Linked DNA regions of Sus scrofa: region 2 is linked to region 1. Evidence: chromatin contacts called from public HiChIP or PLAC-seq data. All regions are on one chromosome and are shown on one strand. The core of a region is the stretch at or near the end of the contact, and the rest is flanking DNA. Distances in the headings are between cores, read along the strand shown.

Region 1 (5,321 bases), core at 2,038-4,537:
GCTGACTTAGAGTGGAGCCTGTGACCTTTCTTTGCTATGCTTTCTTTTTTGTACCTTTTGAAATGTTGAGGCTTTACGCCAACTCAGTTGGTTCCGGCGACAGTGATCCTTGTTTTCCTTTTTGAGGCTTGTCACAACTTGGGCCCCTTCAGGTTGACTCCTGTCACCCTTCCACTTGTCTTTGATGGTCTCCATCTAGTCCCAACTCTAGTTCTCTCGCCCAAACACAGTATCATCTACTCCACTAGGAGCCCTGGTTCTTCTTGGTATAAAAGAGGACTAGAAAGCAAAGCGTGGGCTTCCATCAGGAGGGCACCATGAACGCATGACTTGATCAGCTTCTCTGCTCCCAAATGCATAATCTAAAAAAGAGAACACAAAACATATATGTGGGGGTGGGGAGAAAGAGGGAAAGTTGGTTTAAAAGATAAAAATAAAACAAAAATGCAAAACGTTGGGCAAGATTGAACCATGGGTCTGCTGCCCCTAGAGCCTGGCAAATGTGAGTTAAGCTGCCATGGGTAAGGGGTCTGATACCCCCGAGTAGGTGGAGGATGGGGCACCTGTTGCGTATCTGACTATGGCTTGGAGAAAGTCGATAGGAGGCTCATTAAACCAAACCACCCCACTGATTCTGGCCGGGATCTGTGACATTCCCAGGTCACCCCAGGCTGGGGCCCCAAACTGCCACTCAAAGACCAGGCTCTAGAATGGATGCCCAGCTGGATAGGATGTGGCAGCTATAAAACCATTAGGAAAGAATGAGCACAGGCAGAAATCACTCAATATTTTTGACTCCATATTTCAGAGAAAGGCACTCATGGGTGGTCTCTTGCCTGCTGTCTTTGCTGTAAGGGGTTAGGGGGCAAGTGGGCCTTTTCATGGGGCCCCCTATGTCGCTGTGCAGGGGTCCATCCTCTGGGGTGACCCCTTTCTCCAGAGATGAATCCTCTGCTCCCCGCCTGAGTGGGAGACTCTGCCTGAACCAGGGAACCTTCCTGGAGGCTTCCTGGGACTCCTGGCCACTGACCTGATCTTTTCTCTCCTCCCGTCCTCAGCTCTGACTCAGGTTCCTGAGCTGGGGGCTCCACTCAACCGCTAATCTCCTGCAGCTGGCAGAGAGGAGGTAGCCAAGCTGCATGGGGCTCCGGGGGAGACCTCAGTGGCCCACTCTTACCGTGGTTTTCAGCTCTCCTCTGCCTGCCTTCTGTCCCCAAGTACTGTCTCTCTGGGGACTCCCTCCTTTCCTGTCAGCATTGGCTTAGGTGCAGACTTGTGCTTGCACCTGCTTTCCACCTCTGAACATCGCAGAATCCTCTTGTGTTCTCTTTGTGCCTGTGGATTAGGACCTTTGTGGAGCTGCCTTCACTGTCATTTTAGTGTGGCTGGTGAGGGCCAAGAGCTGCTTCACCTGCTCCCTCACTTAACTTCCTTTCCTTGGGTCTGCCTGCAGGGGCAGCTTGCAGCTTTGCACGGAGGTCCCGGAGGGGGCGTGTCTGTTTCCTTATTTGACTTCCGACTCATGCAGGGCACTAACTCCAAGCTTAAGCCTAAGTCTTTCCCTGTTCAGAACCCTCATCAGCTAAGCTTTTTCCACGTGAAGTTGAGGCTGGGGCTGTGGCTGCCCAGCTGCTGCTCCTGCTCTCCTCCTTCCAGAAAGGTGTCGACCTCCCTTGTCCGCCTTCCAGATGCTGCTTCTCAAATCGGACCAAATGGCGAGGACAAAAATGGGAATGCTTTCCCAATGGCTTTAGTGGGGACTTGGGAGGGAACAAAGCGAAATGCATGTCAGAACTGATTTTTGTGAATCAGCCACAGTTTTGCACCTCACCTCTGAAGAGCACTAGCTCTAAGCGTTGGTTTGGTTTGGTTTGTTATTTCCAAAGCCACTGGCACCAATAGCTAGTCCTTCTAAACAAGAAGGATGCTTTATTTCTGCATTTTCTATCAACATTATCTTTATTCTATGACTTTCATGAGGCATTGACAATAAAAATGAAAAACCCACTGTAGTCGATGGTGGATGACCCTGCTGAATTCTTTTTTTTTTTTCTTTTTATCTTTTTATGGCCGCACCTGCTGCAGATGGACGTTCCTAGGCTAGGGGTCAAATTGGAGCTGCAGCTGAGGCCTACACCTCAGCCATGGCAACACCAGATCCTTAATCCACTGAGCGAGGCCTGGGATTAAACTGGCGTCCTCACGGAAATTATGTCAGGTCCTTAACCCACTGAGCCACAACGAGAAGTCCTACCCTGGAGAATTCTTGCTTTTATCTCTAGGATGAAGGCTTCTTAGTCATTCCTCCCCCCATGGCACTGCTCCCTGCGCCCCCTCTGCGCACCCCCGTGGTGAAATCCCCTCCTCTTGAGTGGGGCTGGTCTAGTAACTAACCAATACATATGGCCAAGGTGATGGGCTGTCTCCTCTGTGGTTAATTGATAAAGGATTCTGATCTACTTGTTAGCCGAGCCTCCATTGCCTTCTCGGCTTGTGTGCTTTGATGAAGCAAGCTGCTGTGGTTGGGAGGCCCACATGGCAGGGGACGGAGGGCTCCTTCGTGTCAAAAGCCAGCAAGGAGCTGCGGCTCTTGGTCCCACAGCCCTTGAGGAACAGAATCCTGCCAGCAACCACGTGTCCTTGGAAACTTGAGATGACAGCAGCTCAGCTGACACCTTGATTGCCACCTGGGAGTGTCACCGAGCAGAAGACGCAGCTGTATACCTGGGCTCCTGCACCCCAGAACTGTGAGATAACGATGTGCAGTTTTAAGCTGTTCAAGTTTATGGTAATGTGTTGCTCAGCAATAGATAACGAATACACTGTCCTAGGTCAGATGTAATGTCCTTGGATTAGCATTTCTTGAAAGTCCTAAGTCCTGAATGTGGCCAGGATTTTTAACAAATGAAAGAACCATGGCATGTGGATTATCCGTAGTTCAAAAGAAATCACACTAACTGGGAATTGAGGCACAGAGGTACCGGTATCCCTCTTCTTCCTTTTCTTGGAGGAAAGAAAGTACTGGGAAGTGGGAGTAATTTCAGTCCCCCCCACACCCCTGTCCCCAGCTCATGTGACATTGCTTGTTGGTTTCCGAGGCCTTGGCTCTGGCCCAGCCTGTGGCTGTGGCACTCTGCCTTGGGTTGTCATTCATGCTTATCTGGGCTTCTAGCCAAACCCAGTTGGCAAGGGTAGGGTCCAGTCTCTGAAGGACAATGTTGGGTGCCATTCCCTGTATAATGACAGCGCGAGGAGTAGGGTGGATGGTGCCATCACAGCAGTGCATGAGCTGAAGAATGGCCTTTGCAGCTCCAGGATTTCCACTGGCGTTGGTTGCAGGGGCACATCTCCCACCTCAGTTAGGCTCCCTCATGAACATCTGGTCCAGAGGTATAGCAACATTCTTTTCTTCAGGGAAGGAATTAATTTCCTCCTTGAACTTCTGCTTTTCATAATCATGGGTGTTTGCCAACTCTTGTGATTGGTTCACGTTGGTTCAAACACGGGGTGGGGGAGAAGCAGCTGGTGCATTAACCTTTGTCTCTTATTCCATCCCTGCTCTTGAACAGGCGCGCACATCTCTGAGGCATCGGCTGTCTGCTACGGGGTACAGGAAGCCCCTGGATAAGTCCTTTCCCCAGCTTTATGGAGATGTAATGGACAGAGCGTGTTAGTTTAAGGTGTAAATCCTGTGATGACCGGATACGTGTATGTATTGCAAGATGATGACCACAGTAAGGTTAGTTAACACACCCATCACCTCACAGAGTTACCATTTTGTTATTGCTGTTGAGACCATTTCGGTCTGAGTTGTGGTGAGAACATTTAAGATGGACTCTTAGCAACTTTCAATACACCTTTCATATTGTATCCAGTGCTGGAGTCTCTCTGCCAGGGGGTAAGAGGTAGGGATAAAGCCAGGATTAAATATGAGAAAGAAGGGATAAGAGATGAAATAAGGATCTTAGTTAGTTGTTTTGGTTAAAAGATTAGCCAGATTATGTTATCAGGGATCAGACACTGGCTGTAGCCTCTAGACAGAGGTCATCACTGCAGAGGAGTGTAAAAGGTACATGTGTATAAGAAGGTATCTTGAGCTGGGAAAGGGCTTAAATGGGATCCATAAAGAGCTATAACCACAAGGCAAAAGCAGTGTTAGGTCCATCTACATCAGAATAAAAGTTCTCTATCTTGCACATGTGTAGAGACCATAGATCTCTTAAAAACACAGATTCCCAGAGATTCTAATGCAGCAGGCAAAAATGTATAAATTTACAGTGAAATAAATGATATCTGAAAAGGGTAATAACTACTCAGTATGTATCATAGATTAATAATTTTACTACATTTAACTCTCGTGTTCTTGAGGATATTTTTAGCTATAGTAGCCATATTTAGGTTATACTATGTGATGTTGTGCTGATGTGCCTCTTTTCCTAATTTACGGCTCTGTCTTGAAATCAGCCATCGTGGGAGTATTTACACCAGGGAAATTGGCAAAGACTGCAAATCAACACCCCTCCTTCTTTTTTAGAGAACTGGTTATTACACATGTACTACTGGACATAGTCCGTAAAACAAATCATGAGTGGTATCAGTAGTGAGGAAAATCAAATGAAGAGCTTTCTGAAGGGCAGAGGAGTCTTTGCATGTTGATTGCCCAAGCAGTAGTGTGCAGTAGAGTACATCATGGGTTGGAGGTGTGGCAAACTGACCCAATCCTTTTGCACCCATATGCTCTCCAGATTCCTTCAAAATCTTGGCTTAGATGGTTGCAGCCCAAAGCAGAAGTGGCGGGCAACACCTTTGGTGGTTTCCCAGTTCCTTGCTGAACTGGCAAGCAAATGGTTCTCTTGCCAAGATGAGATTAGTCAATGGCGCCATCTAGTGTTGAAGAACAGATTGGTTACAAAGAGAAATGCTTAGAAAGCCATTCTCTTGACTTAGGCTTTGGAAACACTCCTGGTTTCCTCTTCCTTTCTTTTCCTTCTTCCATTTCCCTATTTCTGGAGTCATTTACTATTTCCCTAATGCAAATAGCCATTAGTAGTTTTGTTTTATTGAAAAATATGAACTCCATGTTACTTCCAGGCAAAATAGATAATGCCAAGAATTGAGTGGCATAGATATGCACATCAGCACTTGCCTATATTATGCATAATAATTTGGAAAGAATTTGTTTAGGGAAGCTGTAGAGATCTCTTGTGGGCCACAGTTATTTCGTGTAACAGGGGCAGACGAAGTGTTTTGGCTAATCATATCATAGTACCACAAACAGCCCAAATTCATTCTCAAGTCTTACTTCTGCTTCATAGGTATTT
Region 2 (5,321 bases), core at 1,013-3,512, 180 kb before region 1:
GGTCCTGCCGGGTCATACCCGCTGCACGATAAAGCTATCAGTGGGTGAAAGGAAACCGTCTCTAATTCCTAAGCTTGAAAAACCTAAGGACTGAAAAGCTGGACTGAACAGTCTACTGTGCCTGCATCGACAACCCCTGCGAACATGTTCCTGCAGGTACACATCTCTGCAGGTGTGGTTGTAGCTAGTGCTGCAAGCCCAGCCTCTAGCACCCCGCCCTCCAGATGGGTTAGGATTGTTATTTGTTCCCTTGGGGTTGGGCGGGGCCCCAAGATTAGTTCTGGCCGTTGAACGATTAGATCTTTGATCTTTGTTTTCCTCCCTTTTCCTTTTCACAGCCTCACCCTCGGGATACTGGAGTTCCCAGGCTAGGGGTCAAATTGGAGCTACAGTTGCCGGCCTACACTACAGCCACAGCAGTGCAGGATGCAAGCTGGGTCTCCACCTACACCACAGCTCACAGCATCATTTAATTCACTGAGCAGGGCAGGGGATTGAGCCCGCATCCTCATGGATACTAGGTGGGTTCTTCACCACTGAGCCACAAGACTCCAGTAAATTTTGAATTGTATGTTAGATAATAGTGATGTATCCACGTCACAGTACTGTGGCTATGTTAAACGAACATCCTTTCCTGAGCAGACCCGCAGAAAGAGAAACTACAAAAGAGGAGGAATACTCACAACTGGAGAGAAAGGTAAACAATGAGAGATTCTAGGTAGTTCAATGCCGAATTTTCCTGGATGATCAAAATGTTTCAAAATAAGTTAAAATGCTAGCTCTTAGTTTTATTATAATAAACATAGTGTATCTTCTTACAAAAAATATAAACCTCAACGCTTGATTCTTGGGCACACGCAAGTGTTTGCTTCATATCACCTAAGAGGCAAAAAAAGAAAATGCACAGAAGCTTGCAAACACATTTATTAGAAAAATATCACCACTTGGAAGTTCTCTTCTTTAAAGGTTGAAGATCTGCTTCAGGCACTGTTTCTTCTGCTTTCATTCAACTCTCTCTCTGGATGCACGGGGGCCAGGGCATGGCTGAGTCCCACCACCAACCCAACCCGAGGCACCACGGCAAGTCCTGGGGCAGCACTGGGAAGCCAGGCCCACTCCCTCGGTCCGGCACAGCTGGGGGCGACACATGGGACTCCCCGGCAGCCACGGCAGCAGTCCAGCTTGCCTGTGAGCCCCCCTTCACCTTTTCTTCACAAACTTCTTTCTGGAAGCATTGGGATTTAACCGTCTCCTCCCGGCTCCCAGGGTGCTGTCTCGGACCTGCAGGGTAGCCGACCGGCTGGAGATGTCGTTCTCTGCAAAAGGAGACACCCCAGCTACGTAGTCGGGGGCAAACACGTCGGTTTTCTGCCTGGCCTTGCGGGAGAGCCGCAGTTGAGGGAAGCGCTGGTCCTCGGTCAGGTGGGGGTTGATGGCGTACTTGCCCCCTTTGGGAGCGGGGAGTGAGTACTGCAAATAAGACGACGGAAGACCATTAGAAGGACGGGCTCCAAAGTCATACGCATCAGATCCTGTAAACATACAGCTCACCTGACAACTCGACGCAGGCTCTGCCTGCGACGACAGCAACGGAGTTTATCATCACTGCCCACAGAGCACTGAGCCTCCCACATGAGCCGTGCCCCATCCCGCCTCAAGGATGAGAACTCGGAGTTCCTTTGTGGCTCAGTGGTTAATGAATATGACTGGGAACCATGAGGTTTCGGGTTCGATCCCTGGCCTTGCTCAGTGGGTTAAGGATCTGGTGGTGCCGTGAGCTGTGGTGTAGGTCGCACACTCGGCTCAGATCCCGAGTCGCTGTGGCTGTGGTATAGGCTGGCGGCTACAGCTCCAATTAAACCCCTAGCCTGGGAACCTCTATACGCCTCGGGTGTGACCCTAGAAAAGACCAAAAAAAAAAAAAAAAGGATGAGAACGCAATGTGGTCTTTTGACTACACACCCTCAGCTCAAGACAGACAGAATAACACAAAAACACAGAACTCTGGTAAGCAGGTACCATTTTCACAACAGTAGAGGCTAGCAATTCTCTCTCTATATATTATAGTCTCTGGTTGAACAAATAAACAATTAAGGAAAATGGTGTTACTAAGGGTGTAATGGATACAAAAAGGAAGCTAGAATGAACTATGCGGTGTTGGGCTGAAAGTGAAGTTAAAATTTACTGTTTAATACAGTCAGAGGCCCCATGAACTGTCTGAGCATCAAAAGTCAGTAATGACTAATGACAACAATGAATCACAAGCTACAGACCACACTCATAAATAAATTTATGGCTAAGTTCCTCTTTACAACAGAATACCAAGTAGTATATAAACTTTAACTGGTCTGATGAGAAACAGTATTCATACAGTATCAAAGTATCTTCAGCTACTAATTACAAATAACCTAACAGGAAATTTGGTAATCTTGGGGTGGTAATTATATATTGTGGTTATATAAGAATTCACCTTAACTAAGTGATCAAAGTTATTATCGCTAGTAAACGGAGCAATGAGTCACCATTCACCCCCAACAGGACGGTGAATGGCAAGACAGCATCAGTTCTGGGTGCCCCTGCCAAAACATACACAGCCTGGCTCCAACCACAAGGAAACACCAGACAAACTCAAGGTAAGGGATCTGCTACAAACTGCCTTGTACTCTTCAAAAACACGAGCGACAACAGGCTTGAGAAACTACTTTGGTTTAAAAGAGATGAAAGTGATGTGACAAATGCAATGTGTGAGCCTCGACTGGATCCTGGACCCCCAAACCCTGTTCTTTTGCTGTCAACAGGGAATTTGCGGCAAAGTTGGAACTCGGTCGGGAGACTAGCTGGCAGCACTGTGTGTAGTAAGGCGAACCTCCTGGTTGTTACATCACGGGTGAGACAGTCCTCGTTTCCAGAAACAAACACTCATGGGGCCAAGGGCATCACGTACAATTCCCTCTCACATGGTTACGGGGGAAAATGCAGTCAAAGATTAAATTGGGAAATCTAAGTGAAATGAAAATGGGAATTATCTGTACTGTTTTGGGCAACTTTTCTATAAATCTACAATTATTTTCAGATAGAAAAGTTAGACACTCTTCTCGCCTATTAATGGCATCTGCCGCAGCTGGAGGGCCCGGCGCCAGGTCAGCGGCCGTCAGAGCCGCCTGTCTCTCAAGCCCTCTCTCCCGATTCCTCCAACCAACTCCTGGCCGCCCTGAAGCACCCGGCACTGCCTGTGCTGCTGAGCACTTACTATTACCTGCCCTCTGAAGCTTCTGGAAGTTCTGCTCATTCTCGAACTCCTGCACAAATCCAACCTCTACCATCGTGCAAACCGTCTCCCTCTTTGTGACCCTGGGGCTTCCTGGGCCCGTGGTGTTTACTCCTGCGCTTACTGGTTATGTCTCCTCAGACTGCAACCCCCTCAGAACCCTCTGATCTGGCCGGCCGTGTTGGCATCGGGATCGCGGGCTTCTGACACCGGCCTCTAGAGCCCCCGCGGCCCTGCGGGTGGGGGCGGGCTACTCACCCGGAGGCCCCGCGGATTCAGCACCTTGGGGTTGCGGGAGAAGTGCATGTGCAGGGTTCCGTCGTCGCTGACGGTCACAGACACCTTCTTCAGGGTCTTGTTTCCACAGTGTGAACAGAACACTCGGCTCATGTCGGACGTGGTCCTAGAGACACAAAGGAGACGTGTTGCCCTGGAGCCACCGGCAAAGCGTGGGCCCGGAGCCCAGGGCGGGGCACGGGGCTCGGAGGAGACGGGGAACTGGGGCCGGGCTGGATGGCACCCCACCCTCCGCAGACCCAGGCCAAGGCCGCTGCTCAACCGCAAAGGACACAAGCATCAAGTCAGTAAAGAGGGAAACGGAACAGAATGGTGTTGCAATAATCACGACCTCTCTACAAGTGTAACAATGCTATGCAGTTGCTCGGCCCCCCTTTTAGACGGGAAAAAGGTCAGGTAAGGTCAGGTAGCTTGCTCAAGGTCACAGAGCTAGTAAGTGGCGGGTATGCCCCTGGAATCTAGCTCTAGAATCAGCGCTCTTGGAACCACCACACCTTCTCAAGAGGCAAACTGTGACATCATTACAACTATGACTCAATACCCTGTCCCCACCGTCAGCCTGGGCATTAAGCTGGCGGTGGCTCTGGAGGTGCCAAGCATTAACGAGTGACACAGGAAACTCCGGCAGAGCCGCTGAGGGTGAATGGTGTGCGTGCTGAGGCCGACCCCAGGCCTTGGCTCTCTCCGACCCCCTTAAGCCCCGGGGTGGACCCTGGCGGGACATGCTGCTGCTGTCAGGGACCACGCAGGTGCCCTGGTGTCTGTGCTTGAGGAATTCTCCCTCAGTCCCTGTGGTCAGGAGACGAGGGCTGCGAGAAACTGCTAGAGCAGCCGAGCCCTTTACCTGAAGTCTCTGCACGTGAACTAAGCCTGTCAACAGTGCAGGGAGAATCATTCGATAAAAGAAACTGTCTGGTCAATGGGGCTAATCTCACAAGAACGTTTCCAAGAGTTTCTAAGAATGAATGTTAATTTGAGGAACTTGGGCCTTTTGTAACAAAGGACAATGGGAGAAATGAGACTTCAAGAAGCAAGAAGCCGCACTGTCAGGAGCCTGGTGCATGTATGCGCTAAAGATTCTGAGGGGCGGGAGAAGTTCCCGTCATGGCGCAGAGGAAACGAATCTGACTAGGAACCATGAGGTTGCGGCTTCGATCCCTGGCCTTGCTCAGTGGGTTAAGGATCCGGCGTTGCCGTGAGCTGTGGTGTAAGTCACAGAGGTGGCTCAGATCTGGCGTGGCTGTGGCTGTGGCTGTGGCTGGCAGGTACAGCTCTGATTAGTCAGTCCCCTAGCCTGGGAACCTCCATGTGCCGCGAGTGTGGCCCTAAAAGTAGAAAAAGAAGAAAAAAAAAAAAAAAAGATTCTGAGGGGCGAGAGGCAGCTTTGAGAAGTGGCTAGTGGGCAGATCTGCAAAGGATGGTGGCAGAGCTGGGCCCCAAGCAAGGAGGGATTGTTTCTCTTTTTAATGGCCGACCCCACAGCATGCAGAAGTTCCCGGACCAGGGACCGAACTTGAAGCAACTCAAGCTGCTGCATTTGGATTCTTTTTTTTCTTTTTAGGGCCACACCCTCTGCATATGGAAGTTCACAGGCTGGGGGTCAAATCAGAGCTGCAGCTGCTGGCCTGCACCACAGCCACAGCAATGCTGGATTCGAGCAGCATGTGCGACCTACACCACAACTCACAACAACACCAGATCCTTAACCCACCAAGCGAGGCCAGGGATCAAACCCAAATCCGCATGGATACCAGTC

Evidence for each region. HiChIP or PLAC-seq counts read pairs in DNA pulled down with a chosen protein or histone mark.
Region 2: an H3K27ac HiChIP or PLAC-seq map of alveolar macrophages shows a contact between it and region 1. The contact joins two enhancer-like sites. A contact is called at or near these places in 5 of 47 Hi-C or Micro-C datasets (brain, liver and skeletal muscle) and 1 of 2 datasets of contacts at active chromatin or transcription factors (alveolar macrophages).

The regions. Positions count from the first base shown.
Region 1 is chr6:17,060,062-17,065,382 of Sscrofa11.1, reverse strand. No RefSeq gene overlaps it. Among named protein-coding and RNA genes, the nearest start is that of MIR140, 15 kb to the left of the region's middle. Within about 2 kb of position 3,287, at least 15 of the 83 cell types and tissues checked have an H3K27ac peak or open chromatin away from gene starts, as enhancers often do. A contact at or near this core is called in alveolar macrophages and liver, where this site is marked.
Region 2 is chr6:17,241,037-17,246,357 of Sscrofa11.1, reverse strand. It overlaps NOB1 (RNA-binding protein NOB1), which reads right to left. Exons shown (of 9, transcript XM_003126901.3): 8 at 3,527-3,671; 9 at 907-1,470. The coding sequence ends at 1,201. Among named protein-coding and RNA genes, the nearest start is that of NOB1, 9.8 kb to the right of the region's middle. Within about 2 kb of position 2,262, at least 9 of the 83 cell types and tissues checked have an H3K27ac peak or open chromatin away from gene starts, as enhancers often do. A contact at or near this core is called in alveolar macrophages and liver, where this site is marked.